Regions from separate parts of the Mus musculus genome. Here region 2 is linked to region 1. A link is a contact called in public HiChIP or PLAC-seq data. All regions are on one chromosome and are shown on one strand. Each heading gives the region's core, a stretch centred on a gene start, on an enhancer-like site or on the middle of the called end of the contact. The rest is flanking DNA. Distances are from core to core; before and after follow the strand shown. Region 1 holds the start of Cdh3 (cadherin 3). Region 2 overlaps Gm51545 (a long non-coding RNA gene).

Region 1 (3,463 bases), core at 553-3,052:
AAAGGACAGGTAGGTACAGGTTAATACTTGAAGGCAAACAAAACAAAACAAACATAAACTTCTAAAGCTGAGCTAGCTGGAGAAAAAGCATCATCCTGGGATTCTCTGGAGAGCAATGCAAGATGAGGCGCACTCGGAGAATGGGGGTGGGGGGATACGTTGGTTCAGAAGGCTTGTCTCATCCAGGGCTGAGGCTGCAGCTCAGCAGTGGAGCACTTACTTGCCTGGCAGGTGTGCAAGGTCATGCGTTCAATCTCCAGCATTGCAGAGAGGAGGGGCAGGGGATGGGGGAGAGATGCCTTTACAGGGAAAGGGCACGGGGAATGGGGCCGTTGGAACCTGTGCATGGGGTGGCAAGTCTTAGTACTAGGTACAAGGTCTTAGTACTAGGAAGGTAGAGGCAGGAGAATCGGAAGTTCAAGGCCATCCCAGGTGCATAGTTTCAGGCCAGCCTGAGACACATTACACTTTTTTTAAAAAGTCATCATTGTTAAGCTGGTCATTGTGGGTCATTGTCTTTTATTCCAGCAGTTAGGAGCCAGAGACAGAAGGTTTGAATGAATTCAAGGCCAGCCTGAGACTACAATGTGAGAGTCTGCCTCAAAACAAAAGAAAAAAAAAAAAAAACCACACAAACAAGCAAACACAAAAAACGGACAAAGGAGATGGTTTAGCAGGTAAAGCACACTGGAGAAATGGCTCAGAGGTTAAGAACACTGGCTGCTCTTGCAGAGGTCCTGAGTTCAATTCCCAGCAACCACATGGTGGCTCACAACCATCTGTAATGGGATCTGATGCCCTCTTCTGGTGTGTCTGAAGACAGCGACAGTGTACTCACATAAAATAAATAAATACATAAATAAGTGTTAAAAAAAAAAGTTTGGGCCCAGCAGGTAATGCACAATCCTAACGACCTGAGTTCAATCCCAGAATCCATTTAAAGGAGGAAGGCGAGAACCAACTCCACAAAGTCGTCCTCTGACCTTCACATGTGTGCGATGGGCCATTCATACATGACAATAATAAATAACGCAAAAATCTCCATTGTTTGCATTTAACATAAAATTAAGGAAACAATTATATTTGGAGAAAGAAAACATTTATATTGGGGGTGCCAGAAATAATGGGGCTGATAACAAATAGCTTGTGCCCTACCTCAAGCCCTTTGAAGTTACTATGGCTTCCAAACTCTGGGACTTTCTGTACTAGCTGCCTTCCATTTGTCCAGCTGCAAACGGAAGTTACTATTCTCTCACACGTGTATCAGATCGCGTAGCGCGGTCCTTTGAGACCTCGATGCCACTTTTAAAACCCGGGAGCGCTCCCCCGCCCCCGCCCCTGCCCCTCCCCGGCCTAGTGTGGGAGGTAGAGAAAGTGGCAGAGGGCAGACCCCTCTGTAGCGGGTGTAAAGACACGCCCTGCCTTCATCAAAGCTTTGAACACAGCGCCTCCGGTAGCATGAATGGGGAGCCTCTGTTTTTTTGTCGGGTTTCAGATGCGTCTCCACTTTTTTTCCGTTGTAGCTGCCAGCAATGGAATATTTGTCTTCCCGTGCTGCAGAGGCTGAGGTGGAGTGGATTGGGGGGTTTTGTTTTGTTAGATTATTTTCCATCGAAGCCAGAGACTGCGAGAGCCACGGGGTACCTTTCAGAAGTAGTTCCAGAAGAGCAGGGAGGCCGGTGGAGGGCACCAGGGAGGACCTTTAGGGCTTCGAGAGTGCCTTCGGCAGGCTGGCCTCGACCCCACCTGCGAGGGGGCGGGACCTTGTGACGTTGGACCAATCAGCAGCTACCTGAGCGCACCTGGCCTCCTCCCGCGGGCTCCAGCGAGCCGCGGTGCTCAAAGCTGCACCCGGAGCTTAGCAGAGCGCGCCCCACCGTCGCGGCAGCCTTCTCACCTCCCTTCAGTTATGGAGCTTCTTAGTGGGCCTCACGCCTTCCTGCTCCTCCTGCTCCAGGTACCACAGTGCTTTGCCATGGTCCTGACCCGGATTGTTCCCTGGAGGGCGGGTGGGGTTCTCACGCTGCGGGCGTCGGGGGAATCTTAGGGCTGTGCTCCTTGGGGCCAAGGTTGTCCCGGAGGGCCCCCCCCCCAGGACTCCCAAGAATGGGTGTACAGAACCAGGCATGCCTGTGACTCAGCCTCCTCTTTAACCCTTCTACCCTCACACTCAGGTTTGCTGGCTACGCAGCGTGGTCTCCGAGCCCTACCGAGCGGGCTTCATCGGGGAGGCTGGAGTGACCTTGGAGGTGGAAGGAACTGACCTGGAGCCGAGCCAAGTTCTGGGGAAAGGTAAGACCCCTCCCGGAGCCAGCCTGGATGGAGCCACAGTGCGGAAGACCACACGTGCTTCGCTTTACTGTGGCGCATCGGAAGGTTGTCTAGAGCAGAGCTGGGACGTCTTGGAGCCACCCCACATCCTCGGGAGGCGTAGAAAGTGGCTCCCGGGCTGGGCTGGGCGCGAGAAGGCTGAGCAACGGTGCGCCTACTAACGTCCAGCTCTTCTGTGCCTCGCTGCTACTGTTGTTGCTTATCTTGACCTCTCGGTGCCTCGCGGCTGAGCCCCTCACCCAGCCCCGACGTGGAAAACTCTCCCGCCCCGCCACAGTAGAGGAATGCGCAGTGCACATTCCTCCCGCAACCCCCGCGCAGGTGTGGAGATGAACCGTGCCCTGAGCAGCCCCCTTCGCCCCTTCTCTGGCCCCCTTTGTGAACCGTGCTTTGTGTCTCCGACAGACAGACCCGGTCTGTTTCTCTTCTCCAGGCTGCCCTCCCCGCCCCCCTTCTTCCCGGGCAGCTGGAATGCACTCTTAACCCTGCCATTCCCGGAGGGCCTGCGCCCCTGCAGCCTGCCTGCGAATGGCCTGGCACACCTGGGCGGAGGGCATCACGCACCGGGAACACTAGGTCCCTCACTCCAAGCGTCTTGGTACTAGGATGTTAATTACTTGAGTCGCGGGGGAAGGGGGGAAGGCAGTCTGTGTCCCAAGCCGACCAGTGAGTGAGCGAGCGAGCGATCAAAGCACATTTTGATCTTTCTGTTGCGATTTTCTCCACTCAAGTTCAAAAACTTAAAAGTGGAGGGTCATTTCGGTACTGAGAACCACCAGTGTGTCATGAGACTCGGGCATCTATCAGCTGGTTAGCGGGCTCTTTGACTACAGAGGACAGTGGGATTTTTCTCGGGAGTTTAAACCCAAGTTGTTAAACTCGGATCCTTAAGTAAAGTTCCAGAGAACGTGGGAAGGGAATCTCTAGTTTCTGCTGACTTCCAAAAAGCATCTGCCACCTAGCATTTTCTAGTGCTTCTCACTCCAGGTCCACACGTCCACAGCTTGAATATGGGGGTGTCCACGCTGAGAAGCAGAATGACTTTCCTTTGTTTCTCCAAAAGAAAAGTGAGACCCTTGTGTCTGTAGAACGCCTTTTTTAAAAAAAAAATTTTTTTTTTCCTCAAATAACT
Region 2 (3,453 bases), core at 335-2,834, 59 kb before region 1:
GAAGCATGGAGGTCACCCTAGCTGAACCAACCAGCTTCAGAGACAGTGAGAGAACTTGTTTCAAAAAATCAAGGTAGGGGCTGACTGCTCTTGCAAGAGACCTGCCTTTCGTTCCCAGAACTCGCATGGTGACTCACAGCCATCCTTAACTCTGGTTTCAGGGCATACAACACCTTCTTCTGATCCTCACTGTATCCAAGTGGAACACATACATGCATGCATACATACATTCAGGCAAAACACTCATACACATAAAATGAAACGAAGGAGCTGAAGGGGTTTGCAGCTCCATAGAGGGAGCAACAGTGTCAACAGGCCAGACACCCCCCTCCCAGAGCTCCCAGGGACTGGACCACCAAAATACACATGGAGGGACTCATGGTGCTGACCATATATGTGGCAGAGGATGGTCTTGTTGGACATTTGTGGGAGGAGAGGTATTCAATACCCCAGTGTAGGGGAATGCCAGGGTGGGAGCACCCTTATAGAGGCAGGGGGATGGGATAGAGGGTTTCCGAAGGGGAGACCTGGAAAGGGGAAAACATTTGAAGTGTAAATAAAGAAAATATTCAATTTTTTAAGAAGGTAACCTTTAAAATAAATATGGTGGAGTTTGATAAAGAAAGATATCCAATATTGTGCTCTGGCTTCATGTATACATTATTAGTACATCTGAACATACGTACATGTACATATACCACAGATGCACACACATGTACTTATACCACCAATGCAGACACATGTATATATACCACAGATTCACACAAACCACATGCTCATGTACATACACCACAGATGCACAAACATGTACATACACCACAAATGCACACATATGTACACACACCACAGATGCACATACATGTACATATACCACAGATGCATACACACATGCACATGTACCACAGATGCACACACTCAAGTATAATCATTATAGATGCACACATACATGCATATACTACAGATGCACACACATATACATATACCACAGGTATTCACATACATGTATATACACCATAGATGTGCACACACATGCATATATCACAAATGCACACACATATACATATATCACAGATGCACACACTCAAGCATCACTAAAGATGCACATATACATGCATATACCACAGATGCCCATATATATACATATACCACAGATGTACACACACATGTGCATACACCACAGATGCATACATGCACACACACACAGTTTTAGGGGCTGGGGGACTCTTTCTGGTGGGTGAGCTCCTCTCTCCTGGTCTCCCTCTATTGCCTTCCTCCAGCCTTCTCTCTCCTCCTCCCCCATGGCATCCCCCTCTCCTTTTCCCCAAAGATCTCTAATTAAGTTCTTACTTGGTAATTGCCATTCCAGGAATTGCCATGGAAATCAGTTCCCAGCTGGCCTGTTTCCTTCTTTTTCTCAGCCTTGGGAAGCAGAGGCGGGAGCCCAAGGTGAGCCCTGAGAGTCAGGATTGTTCCCACCTGTGTGTGTGGAGCATTTGCTGGGTGTGCCCGGTGAGTCAGCACTGCTCCCTCCGTGTACCTCAGTTGGGCCCTGTGACAGCCTGAGGATGACCTTGAATTCCTGACCCTCCTGTCTCTACCTCCCAAGTACCAGGAATGCAGATGGCCACCACCCTTCCAGGCCCTGTGAGGAGACTGGAGCCTGAGATCTCAGTGAACCTCCGTGAGGCCTCACAAGTCCTAGAATTGGGGTTTGAATCACATTTGATCTGACTCTAATGCTGAAATCGTACTTCTCTCTCAATGAACACCCCTCCCCCCAGATGTGGGTAAACGTAGTTTGATATAAAAAAACAAAAAAAACTAGAAACCTCTATTGTCCTTCATAATCAGCCCTTTATAACATGACCTCATGACTCCTCCTAAGTCCCTGACTCTGGGCTGGTCTTGTTGTGGCTCCTCCTACCTAAAAGGTGGAGTCTTTTTTCCCCAGTCCCTGACTCAGGGCTGGCCTTCTGGCTCCTCCTCCCTAAAAGGTGTTGTCTTTTTCCCCAGTCCCTGACTCTGGCCTGGCTTTGTGGTGAAAAGATTGGGGCAGCAGTGATGAAAAGTGGTGAAAAGATTGGGGCAAGCTCTGTTCTGTCATTATGGACACTGCCGGGAAAACAAGCCCAGGCTGGACTGCTGGCATCGTGGTCCACTCATTCTCATCCCAGCTGACAGCTAGCCAACTGCTCCACATTGTGAGTGTGGCCATTCTAGATGTGGGCGGCTGTCTGTGGCTAGACCCCTGAATGAGCCCACAGGAGATGAGCTGGGCCTGCTCAGACCCACAGAACCACCAGACAGGCTCACAGACTCATGAGCAATTGTTGAAGCTGCTAGGCTCTGGGAGTGGTCGGTTATACACTGATGCCTAATGATGAGGCTGCCTCTAGAAGAGGCTTGGTGCATGAGGGCTGCAAAAACCTCAAAAGAGGAGAAATCACTCTGATCTTATGTCTACCTGGAGTGGCTGGAGCATGTACCTGGTTAGAGAGGCCCTGTCTCTGGTTCCTACCACCAAAAAAAAAAAAAAAAACCAATGACATCAACGTTAATATTTTCTATACACCGAGCATTTTCAATGAATCACTGTGAAGTTTTATGAAGTAGGAACCCCTGAATATCCTTTATTCAAAATGCTTTGACCGGAATTGTTTTGAATTTATTTTATTTTATTTTATTTCCAAATTTGTAAAATTTATAGGTACATGATTATGGACTTGGGGATGGGATTGAAGTCTAAATCCAAATGCGATTTATTTCATACATGCCTTCTATTATATGGTTCGGAGGCAAATCTTATGCAATACTTTTAATGACCCTGAATTGTTTTTGTTTTGTTTCAGACATGATCTCACTATGCAGCCCTGGTTGTCCTAACCAGGCTGGCCTTGACCTGTCTCTGCCTCCCAAATGCTGAGATCAAAGGTATGCTGCACCATGCCTGGCTGTGCTCCTGAATTTTGATTGCAACTTATCATATGGGATCAAATATAGAAACAGAGAGAGAGAGACAGACAGACAGACAGACAGGACACACACACACATACACGAACACACACACACATGCACTTATAACTGTCATCTAACTTCCTGGCAAGTGATGTGTTCCTCTGTGTACTCAAATCTCTCTGCATCAGCAGCTCATCCTTACTGTGGCTCTGATTGATTGACCAGGCTTAAAAGGCCGGTTCTCGAATTTGAGATCTCAGGCTTCCAGGCTTCATAGGTCAACAAAAAAAACTGGCGTGAACAGGAGGTTATTATTCACCCGAGAAGACATTATAAACCACAAGAACGCAAGGCCAGCATGCAGGAATGGCCACCCAGCTCACCAGGCACGCTGTGTCCTCATCCCTCTATCCAGCGTGATGCATAATTAAATCTGCCAATGGCGGGAGGCAAACGAGAATTTCATGCAAGCTGTCATTGGGGAAACACTAGGAATGC

What was found. HiChIP or PLAC-seq counts read pairs in DNA pulled down with a chosen protein or histone mark.
Region 2: an H3K27ac HiChIP or PLAC-seq map of embryonic stem cells shows a contact between it and region 1, with 10 read pairs. The contact joins the enhancer-like site here to the promoter of Cdh3 in region 1. A contact is called at or near these places in 8 of 39 promoter capture datasets (3T3-L1-derived adipocytes, the C10 cell line, the SN4741 cell line and 5 more), 2 of 15 datasets of contacts at CTCF or cohesin (the NIH/3T3 cell line and embryonic stem cells), 17 of 484 Hi-C or Micro-C datasets (the 63-12 cell line, the CH12 cell line, beige adipocytes and 12 more), 19 of 115 datasets of contacts at active chromatin or transcription factors (the NIH/3T3 cell line, cardiomyocytes, craniofacial prominence and 6 more) and 5 of 9 other capture datasets (adipose tissue, embryonic stem cells, liver and 2 more).

The regions. Positions count from the first base shown.
Region 1 is chr8:106,509,050-106,512,512 of GRCm38.p6, forward strand. Cdh3 (cadherin 3) reads left to right here and starts at 1,803. Exons shown (of 16, transcript NM_001037809.5): 1 at 1,803-1,957; 2 at 2,175-2,292. The coding sequence starts at 1,910.
Region 2 is chr8:106,449,972-106,453,424 of GRCm38.p6, forward strand. The region is part of intron 1 of Gm51545 (a long non-coding RNA gene); the gene reads right to left. Among named protein-coding and RNA genes, the nearest start is that of Gm51545, 16 kb to the right of the region's middle. Within about 2 kb of position 1,585, at least 22 of the 459 cell types and tissues checked have an H3K27ac peak or open chromatin away from gene starts, as enhancers often do. A contact at or near this core is called in embryonic stem cells and trophoblast stem cells, where this site is marked.